Linked DNA regions of Mus musculus: regions 1 and 3 are each linked to region 2. Evidence: chromatin contacts called from public HiChIP or PLAC-seq and promoter capture Hi-C data. All regions are on one chromosome and are shown on one strand. Each heading gives the region's core, a stretch centred on a gene start, on an enhancer-like site or on the middle of the called end of the contact. The rest is flanking DNA. Distances are from core to core; before and after follow the strand shown.

Region 1 (2,891 bases), core at 82-2,581, 1.1 Mb after region 2:
CATTCTTCTCCCCAGCATCCCTGCCAGCGACTCGGGCAGCCTCGGATTAAACAAAATCAGTTCATTTCCTGTGTGACAACCCCCCCCCCCCCCCGCCATCCCGGAGAACACAGGGCAGCGGTTCACATCCCACCAGCGGCAGCGTGATGCAAGTGTGTAGATCTGTGTTCACAGCAGGGAGGTGGGGAGAAAGGAGGAGGCCACCGTGCCACGTGCCTGGTGACCTGGCCAGAGCCCAGCTTTCTGGCTTACCCCCCTAAGCCGTTACTTCCTCATTTTTAGCGCCCCTTTTGAGATTCTGAAGGCACCTTCTCACTTCAAAGGTCCTGAGAATATGTTTAATTAGAACTTGGCCGTACAGCCTTTTAAAATAAAACAGAAGGGACCAGCTAATTATATCGCTCCACGTTCTGTGGCAAACATATATTTTTTTAATAAAACACTTTCCTAACCAGAGGAATCCCTTGAGATGCAAATCCTCATTTATAAGAAGTTTCCCAAAGGGAGTTAAGGAGAAAGACTTCTCTAAAGAAAAGAAACAAAGAGGGTGTGTGTGTGTGTGTGTGTGTGTGTGTGTGTGTGTGTGTGTGTGTGTGTTGAGGGGGTGTTTGCAAAGAGCTTTTACAAGAGGCTCTCATGGTGAGGTTGAAATAGTGGCGCTTTAAGGATGCCGACTTTTATTGCAAACACCATCCTTTCCTATCATCTCGATCATGCGTTTCCCGTTTTTTGATTAGTGCCGCAAATGCTAGTATTTCTCATTCTGGTGTATTGCATAAGTGAAGTATTTAAATAAACAAGTGATTTTCTTTCTCAGAATGTTCTTTGTCTCCTACTGTGTGGCCCTGCTTTGCTCTGCTAGGACCCCTTTTTCTACTCAGGAACGTCACAAGGACCTGCTGTGGCTTCCAGGGTGATGCTAGGTAAGGGGTTTTGCCTGAAACTCTTGTCAGCCTAGGGTTGGAAAGACGATTCTTTCCTCACCCACCCACCCCACACTCAGGGGTGGCATCTGTAGAGGTGGATGGCTTGATGCTTCTGTTTGTGTGATCCCCTGGACCTGGAGCGATAAGTGGTTGTGAGCCACCTGATATGAGCACTGGCAACCAGCTCAGGTCCTCTGCAAGAGCAGCGACACTCAACCACAACACCATTTTTCCAGTCCCCCCCCCCTTTAAATTTAACAAATAACGTAATAGGTTTCCTTATGGCATTTTTCATACAGATTTTTTCGTATTCGGGACCCCTCCTTCACTGCCCCTCCGCTCTCCTTTGGTCTCTAAGTTACTGGTTCTCTTTCTCTTCCCCCAGGAGGCCCCCTTTCTACTTTTATTCAGTTGTATCTCTTTCACAGTTCACTGCCCCACCCCTGCCCCGCCCCTTGATTCTTCCTCTGTCTCCGCCCCTTTCCATTTTCCTGACCTAACTTGATTTGAATGCAGGTGTTTGCTCCAGCATTATCCACAGAGCCTGCTGGTAGTCTCAGAAGTAGTCCCTACGTTTGTGTTTGTGCCTCTTCTTTGTACATAGTGGGGAACAGACAGACACTGCGGGGCGGGAGGGGGCGGGGGGACACGAGAAACTCTACTTGCTGGCCTTGAACTTCTATTCCTCCAACTTTAATTCCCTAAATATTGAGATTACAGGCTTGTGCTGCCACCTAACATTGTATTTTAAATTAATTTCACCTTCCGGCAGGATTTTGGTGTGAGAAAGGAGGAAACATTCAAATTCAAATGATCGCTCAAAAGATTTCTACAGGAGATGATTTGCAAAAGAAAGCAGGAGAGAATCAGGGAGTCGGGGACACTAAGTCGGTTGAGGTCGGGAGTCCCGTAGAAACGGAGCCAAGGAACCCAGAGCAGTAAGCTGGAATCTCCTCTAGAAAGCTTGTTCTTCCAGAGAGTCACAACCCAAGACCTACCAGTAGCATTTACCTCTGTCCTTACTTTTTCTTTCCCCTCTTCTGCTGCCTGAGCTCTGCAAACGCCCCAGCAGACACTAGTGGTGAAGGTAGTTCATTGAAACTGTTGACTGGGTCAACCTCCAGGCTTTAGCTCTGGGGGGTGGGGGTGGGGGTTCTAAGGCGGAAAAACAGCAGAAGAGGAACACATTGGGAAGCTTGGATTCTGGCAGTGTACCTGCTCAACTAGCAACAGAGGGAAGTGGGGGGGGGGGATGGGATAGGGAGGAAGGGATGGAGGGAGGGAGAGAGAGAGAGAGAGAGAGAGAGAGAGAGAGAGAGAGAGAGATCTCGACCTATGCCCAAGACCTTTCAGTCTGTGGAGGAATCACTGGTAGACTGGAGAAGCAGACCCTTGGCTAAAGGCCTGCCAAGTCCAGGGCTTGAAGGGTACTCCTGAAAGCTTGGGGTTCGATGTGTGTATGTGTGTGTGCCTCAAAGGGATCTCGTGAGTGACCAAACCCACTGCCTGCAGCTTAGGCAGATCCCAGGTCAGCCACTGTTATTTGATGTCCCTATAATGCTCTTCTCAAAAGCTTCTTAAACTAGATTCAGTAGAAAGGAAAAACCATCCTCCATCCTCGCCCCAGTCAAAGCTTGGCCCTTCGACCTGACTGCCACCCCTCCCTTCCTTGTGTGCTTCTCCTCTGTAGTGAGGGCCACACTGAGTGGAGAACTCAATGCAGAGTTAGAATTTTTATGAGACTCTTATTATATTCTGTCATCTTCTAATCTTTGATATACTTTTGATGGTTATGTGTCACTCCATTGTATTATTATCACAGCTCTTGAAAGAAGATAGAAATTTCTGTTTTAGTTCTGTGTGTGTGCGTTCATCTGTGTGCCAGTTTACGCATGTGCACGCCGTGCCCGTGGGAGTCAGAAGAGGGCAGTGGCTTCTCGGGAGCTGAAGGGACCATTGAGGAGC
Region 2 (2,866 bases), core at 356-2,855:
AATTTGAAGATGAATTAAGGAAAACAGTCGTAGGCGGGACTTGAGATGTATTTTAGGCAAAAATATAATAATATAAAAATAAAAATAAAAAGAGGGTTTTCTTTGAGAAGTAGAAGTGTCCAGATCTCGATGCTCCCATCTGTTGCAATTTTGCAAACAATTACAATATAGATTATCTCCACATACATGAAGGTATGAGAAGTGAGGGAAGGTGGAAATTAGCGCTGTGGAAGTTAGAGAGAGAAAAGGAGAGAGAGAGAGAGAGAGAGAGAGAGAGAGAGAGAGAGAGAGAGAGAGAGAGACCAACTCTTCGGAGAAAATTCCCCGCAAGGTTTCTCTAGGGACAGGTGGAAAGTTAAGTGGCCCCCATTTTTCACTCCCGGTTTGTGAGTCCTTCCTGTTTGTCCGCCTCTTGGTGAGCGCACACTCAAGTCCCCGAGTTCTTTCCTGGAAGGATGCAAGCCTGGAAGGCTGGGGTCGGTGCGGGCAGAAGCCAGGGGCTGGGGCCTGGGAGGAGCAGGGCGGGGTCCCGGCCTGGCGCGCGGGTGGCAGCGGTGGCCGGGTTTTGTTTGCAGGATATTGTTTTGTCTAACGGGTGCCTCGCAGGAGACGTGATTCGTCAGCCGCCTTAGTTTTCACTTGAGCGGAAAATAACGGCGGCTACGTGCGGTCCCTGCCTGCGGGGCTCGAGCGCGCTGTGCGTGTGCATCCTCTGAGGTGCGCGCGGGTGGGCGGCCCGGGGCACCGGCTTTAGGACTAGCGGGCTAGCAGGGTGAGTGCGCGCCGAGCTGGCCTTGGGTTCCTCCTGCGCTTCTCTGGGCAGTCGCCGCCGCCGCTCTGCAGTTTAGCAGAAATCCGACAGGGGCCGCGTTTGCTGAGCGCATCCGGCCGGCTGCAGCCGGAGCGGGGCCGTGGGGCCAGGCCTCTCGGTGTAGACGTTGGGAGGGGGCCGGTGGGTAGTGGTGGGGGCAGTAGACTGGGAGGGGCGCGGGAAATGATCTTGGCCGGAGCGAGCACAGCTCCCCTGTCCCTGCTGTCCCCTCGTGTCCACCGCGAGTTGGGCATCCCCGCGCGCCGGGGCCTTGGCTTTTCCCCCACGGTCCCTAGGTCTCCAGGCAGGGCTTAGGTGAACTTGGGGTGGGGTGTGCTTGCTCATATGTGTGCGTGCGTGTGTACGTGTGTGTAGAAAGGGAGCTTAGCGTGGAGACCCTGGTTTTCTTTCTCAGTTTTTAACAACTGGATTTTGACTTTGAGACCAGCTTCGCTCACTGCTTGGGCTGGGAGGGGGGCGATCTTTCCCCATCACTCACATCTTTGTTCATTGTTCACTGAGTGCAAAGCAGGCGACTTAAAGAGAGGAAAAAGGAGGGAGAGAAAGAGAGAGGCAGAAGAGGGGGAAGAAGAGAGAAAGAAGAGGGGCGTGGGGGGCACATCAGTGTCCCCTCCTGGGTCGTGTTGGAGGGTGAAATAGTAAACCCACGCACGGAGGGTCGCCAGGAAAGTGGACATTACCGCTTTAATTAACTTCGAGATGCTCCGGCGGCGGGACCTGGCGTAGCCGTGACGCGCCCCCATAAATCTGCCGGGCCGGGGCTGCTCCAAGAACTCATACAGTAGCAGCGTCAGATTCAACGCGCGCCTCCCCCGGCCGGAGTCCATTTGCATAATTGGATTTTTTTTTTTGCCTCCTTCCTCCCTGAAACTTATTTGAAAACCCAAGTGAAAACCGCGACGACCTGCACACTCAAAAGCAAGTGCCAAGTAAGTGCCCTGCGGTGCCCTCCGCGCGCCCCGAGGTGAGGGCGCAGTGCTGGGGGCGAGTGCCCGGCCGGCTCGGGGAGAGTGTGCAGCGGGCGGGAGAATTGCATCTGCTGGGCTGGATGTTCGAGGAACTTTTTGTTTTGTTTTGTTTTTTTGCTGTTTTTTTTTTTTTTTTTAAACACAACTCCCAACCCTGTCTCTCCACTTTTCCGGCGAGGTGAGGTGACTGGGCCACGCGCATAGTTGAGGCGAGCCTGAAGAGGAGATCTTGGGGACACAGTTGAGAGTTGAGCATAGGGGTTCTTTGGGAGGGTGACGGGTCTCTGTCGCCGCCGCCACCGCCACCGTCGCTGCCGCGGCTTGGAGAGCTGAGCTGCGAGTGAGCGGGGTTGGTTGCCTGTCGCGCCGCGCCGCTGATGCAGTTTGTCGCCAAATGCCTCCCCCATTATTCTAAGGTTTGTGTCTCAGGGTGTGCGTGCGCTCGCGTGTGCGCCCCTGTGTTTTGCTGGGCTTTAAAAGGAAGAAAAGCAACCAAAACAAGAGTAGGAAGGCTTCCTTTCCAGTCTGCCTTCCCCTTCAGCGTCCTCTGTTTCTATTGCTTGAAAAAAATGGAGTGAGAGCTGTTTTGCCTAAGAGAGGGTCACCACCAACAGATTGACAATTCGGTTGGAAATGCTATCAATTCTACAGCAGAGATGTAGCTGCGGGCATGGCATGCCGGCTCCACCCTGGTCAGGGAAATGGCTTCACAATTTCAAATTGTTGAAAAAAATGCATACTATGTTATTATTAGTAGTATTATTTGCAGTGAGCAGGATGGAGGGGGAAAGTAGATTGCGTTGGAGAAGACTCCAGCTGTCTTTCCCATTTCTGGGCCTGCCTGGGAACTTGGCTGTGGGCAAGGCCCACCACCCTGCATGGCAGGGGCCTGAGACTCAGCTTCCAGCTCTGGGAGTTGCGGGGGGGGGGCACCTCCCCCCATAGCCCTTTGGCCTCTACTCTAAGAGAGCCTAGGGCTTTGGCTGAAGGCTGCTTTAGCTATGATGTCATCCTGATAGCGGTGCAAATGTCTCTTGATCTCACCATTACCCGCCTGGCTGAGTTG
Region 3 (2,856 bases), core at 295-2,794, 2.0 Mb after region 2:
GATGACACTATTTAAAGAAAATTGACTAAAAATTTTCCATTCACTGATTTTGGGTAGCTTTTTGGGGGATGGTGGGGAGCGGAGTCTTTGTGTGTAGTCCTGGCTGACCTAGAGCTCATGAAGACCAGGCTGGCCTCAGCCTCCCAAGTGCTGGGATTAACGGCAGTAGCCATCACACCTGCCAAGATAGGCTTAATTTATCTGTGAAGGTTAATTCATTTCTGTTATATGGATTTTAATAAGAAAATGGATTTATAGATACTAATTCAATTTCCCTAAATTTATTCTATATGGACTTAGATGAATTTTCTCATATTTTCACAATTCAAATATTTATATTTAATGCCAAATGCAAAAAAAATTCATGTTTCCATTTTTATCACCCATTGCTATTGTGCCTACTGGGTCTGGTTTTCATTTTGCTGTTAGTCTAACCAATAATAGCCTTCAGTGAATTTTCTGTGGCTTTAATTTTCCACAATTGGTTAAAAAATAGTAATCACCCAAACCCCCTACCATTTCAGCAGGGCGGCTGGCTCTTCAGAAGATGCTTCCACGTCCCTTCAGACCACATGATAGCAAGCATGAGTGCAAGCCTTCCCCCACCCACGGGGAAATGTAATAACCCAAAGGTTCAGAGCCTCCGCTCTGTCGTGCGTTCATATGAGCCCTTGGGCCTGGGCCCTGCATGTCCTGATAGCATTTACAGCAAGGCTCTACCACGAAGCAAGATTCTGAGTAACACAAGCATGTATGTATGGTTGTCATTGCTGGGGAGACTCTTACCCGGTCAGGGTCACTGCTCAGAGGAGTATCCTGACCACTGCTCTAAGCTTTGGCATGGGAAACCCTGATTTTTGTCTCTTGCTCTGACCACCTGCGCTTCTAAGAGCAAATGGGGAATACTGCTTTAAAATTACTGTGTTCAGTAAACATTAGATGGAGAGAGAGGTGCCAGTTGTGACCTTTATAAATATCATTTTGTCCCTTGCTGTGATCACAGGACTCTGGCAGATGCCCTCACTGGCCTGTCAGCCATGTGCCTGTTCACTTTATCTGTGGCTTGACCACACGCAGCGATCGATACCGGCTGAAGCTTCTGCCCTGGACCGCTCAGTCCCCTGTTCGAGGTTACCATCGGTGGCTTTGTAATTACTGTTCTTTTCCTCACAAAACAAATGTGAGCATCATGTTTACATCGCATCTCTGCAGCGTAGTTGGCTTGACAAAGATGAGCAGGTGTCTCTGGTCTCAGTTTCATAAGCACTTATTTAATCAGGTTTTCAATTGTGCAGCAAGGTGCTCAAAGTAATAGTCTATAAATATATTTAATAGAAACTTGAGTTTGACATTCATGGGCGTAAAGACATGTATTTTTTTTTTAAAGAAATAAGTATTGTGTAACACTATGGCTTTGCTTCTGTAGCCCAAGTAGAGAAACTTCTGGAACGCCATGTAAAAAAGCAATGATTGATTCTGACGCTGATTCATTAAAACTGGATGATTGGCGTTTGGTGACATTCTGTTGCCCGCCCACCCATCACGCTGCAAACCGTGTTTGTGGCAGCACAGGCCGCCTGGTTAGAAGAGTGAGTGCAGCAAGCTCTCTGGCTGGCACCTCTTAATTTTCAGAAGAACTGTCCAAAATTAGAGTAATTTATTTTGCTTTACAGGAGTTTGCCATGTATTGACTTAAATATTGTATTTTGGTAATAAATTTTTTTTGTTAAAAAACCACTTGTTTCTAAGTTTCCTTAGCTGTCTGCGTGTATTCCTGTCTTGGGTTTGTTGAGTTAGAAACTTGCATTTAAGCCACTGAAAGCTTCCCGGGAGCTGGTTGGGGTTTACTGTTAGGCTCTGTTAAGTTGCTGAGGTAGCCCTGGCGCACCAGGGCTGCGTTTCACAAGCATGGGCTCTGGGCCTTCTCCCCTGTTCAACAGCCCTTTAGCTTCCACAGCAGACATGGCGATGCTTCCAGTGCTGAGCTGGGGGTGCCGGCTCCCTTCCTGTAATTAGAACTGCTGAAGGCCACCGACTACAACGCTCCTCATACTTCGATCCTCTCGTAGCCTATCACCAAACAATCTCTTACAGTCGATTCCTTGCAGAGGCCACAGGTGCTCTAATGACTACAGCACTGGGTTTGCTTCCCCCAGTTCGTGCCCTAGGATCCCAGGCCCTCCCAGCTGGAAGTGACTCAAAACAAAGAATTCTCCTTGATAGCTACAGCCTCTTGGACTGTTCTCTGTAGGGTGATGTGGTCCTATCTCTTCTCTCAAGGACCAGATCTCAACACTGTGCCATGACAAGCTAGGAGTATAAGTCAGAGCAGGGGGGGACCTAGATCCAGATCATGGGGTCCCATATGACAGCCATAGCCACATGACTACTGAGCACTGGAGATGGGACTTGTGTTCTGAGGGTAAAACAGAACAGTTGCAAAAATTGAGTACAAAAAGGAACGTAAAGCATCCCAATAGCTTTATATGTTGGCAACGTGTTAAAATAGCTTGGCTATATTGAGTTAAATAAAACATGTTAAAGTCATTTCACTTTGTGTTAGCTTTTCGTTTCTATAGCAAAATACCTTTAACAAAACCAAACCAAAATAAAACCCTCTTAGGTTGACTTGGCTCATGGTTTCAGAAGCTTCTAGCCAAGATCATCTGCAGTGAGGCAGGATCTTATGGTGGGAACATGCAAAGCAGATAGAGAGCTCATAGTGGCTAGGATATCATGGTGGATAGCTCAGTGAGGAGGGGCAGGCAGACAGGTGACAAGATAAAAACATAAGACTTACCCAGGGCAGAGCCAGGAACTGTTATCTCCTGCCAGGCCCCACCTCTGATAGTGGCA

What was found. Promoter capture Hi-C pulls out the DNA fragments that hold promoters and counts their contacts. HiChIP or PLAC-seq counts read pairs in DNA pulled down with a chosen protein or histone mark.
Region 1: an H3K27ac HiChIP or PLAC-seq map of embryonic stem cells shows a contact between it and region 2, with 7 times the contacts expected there. The contact joins the enhancer-like site here to the promoter of Zfp536 in region 2. A contact is called at or near these places in 1 of 39 promoter capture datasets (hippocampal neurons), 2 of 484 Hi-C or Micro-C datasets (B cells and embryonic stem cells) and 1 of 115 datasets of contacts at active chromatin or transcription factors (embryonic stem cells).
Region 3: a promoter capture Hi-C map of hippocampal neurons shows a contact between it and region 2, with 9 times the contacts expected there. The contact joins the enhancer-like site here to the promoter of Zfp536 in region 2. A contact is called at or near these places in 3 of 39 promoter capture datasets (frontonasal cranial neural crest, hippocampal neurons and liver), 2 of 115 datasets of contacts at active chromatin or transcription factors (embryonic forebrain and stem cell-derived neural progenitor cells) and 1 of 9 other capture datasets (embryonic stem cells).

Annotation. Positions count from the first base shown.
Region 1 is chr7:36,677,246-36,680,136 of GRCm38.p6, reverse strand. The region is part of intron 1 of Gm36722 (zinc finger X-linked protein ZXDB-like); the gene reads left to right. Among named protein-coding and RNA genes, the nearest start is that of Tshz3, 19 kb to the left of the region's middle. Within about 2 kb of position 1,331, at least 12 of the 459 cell types and tissues checked have an H3K27ac peak or open chromatin away from gene starts, as enhancers often do. A contact at or near this core is called in embryonic stem cells, where this site is marked.
Region 2 is chr7:37,768,491-37,771,356 of GRCm38.p6, reverse strand. It overlaps Zfp536 (zinc finger protein 536), which reads left to right and starts at 1,605. Exons shown (of 6, transcript NM_172385.2): 1 at 1,605-1,761.
Region 3 is chr7:35,771,224-35,774,079 of GRCm38.p6, reverse strand. Zfp507 (zinc finger protein 507) reads left to right here. Exons shown (of 7, transcript NM_177739.3): 7 at 1-1,734. Among named protein-coding and RNA genes, the nearest start is that of Dpy19l3, 18 kb to the right of the region's middle. Within about 2 kb of position 1,544, at least 3 of the 459 cell types and tissues checked have an H3K27ac peak or open chromatin away from gene starts, as enhancers often do. A contact at or near this core is called in hippocampal neurons, where this site is marked.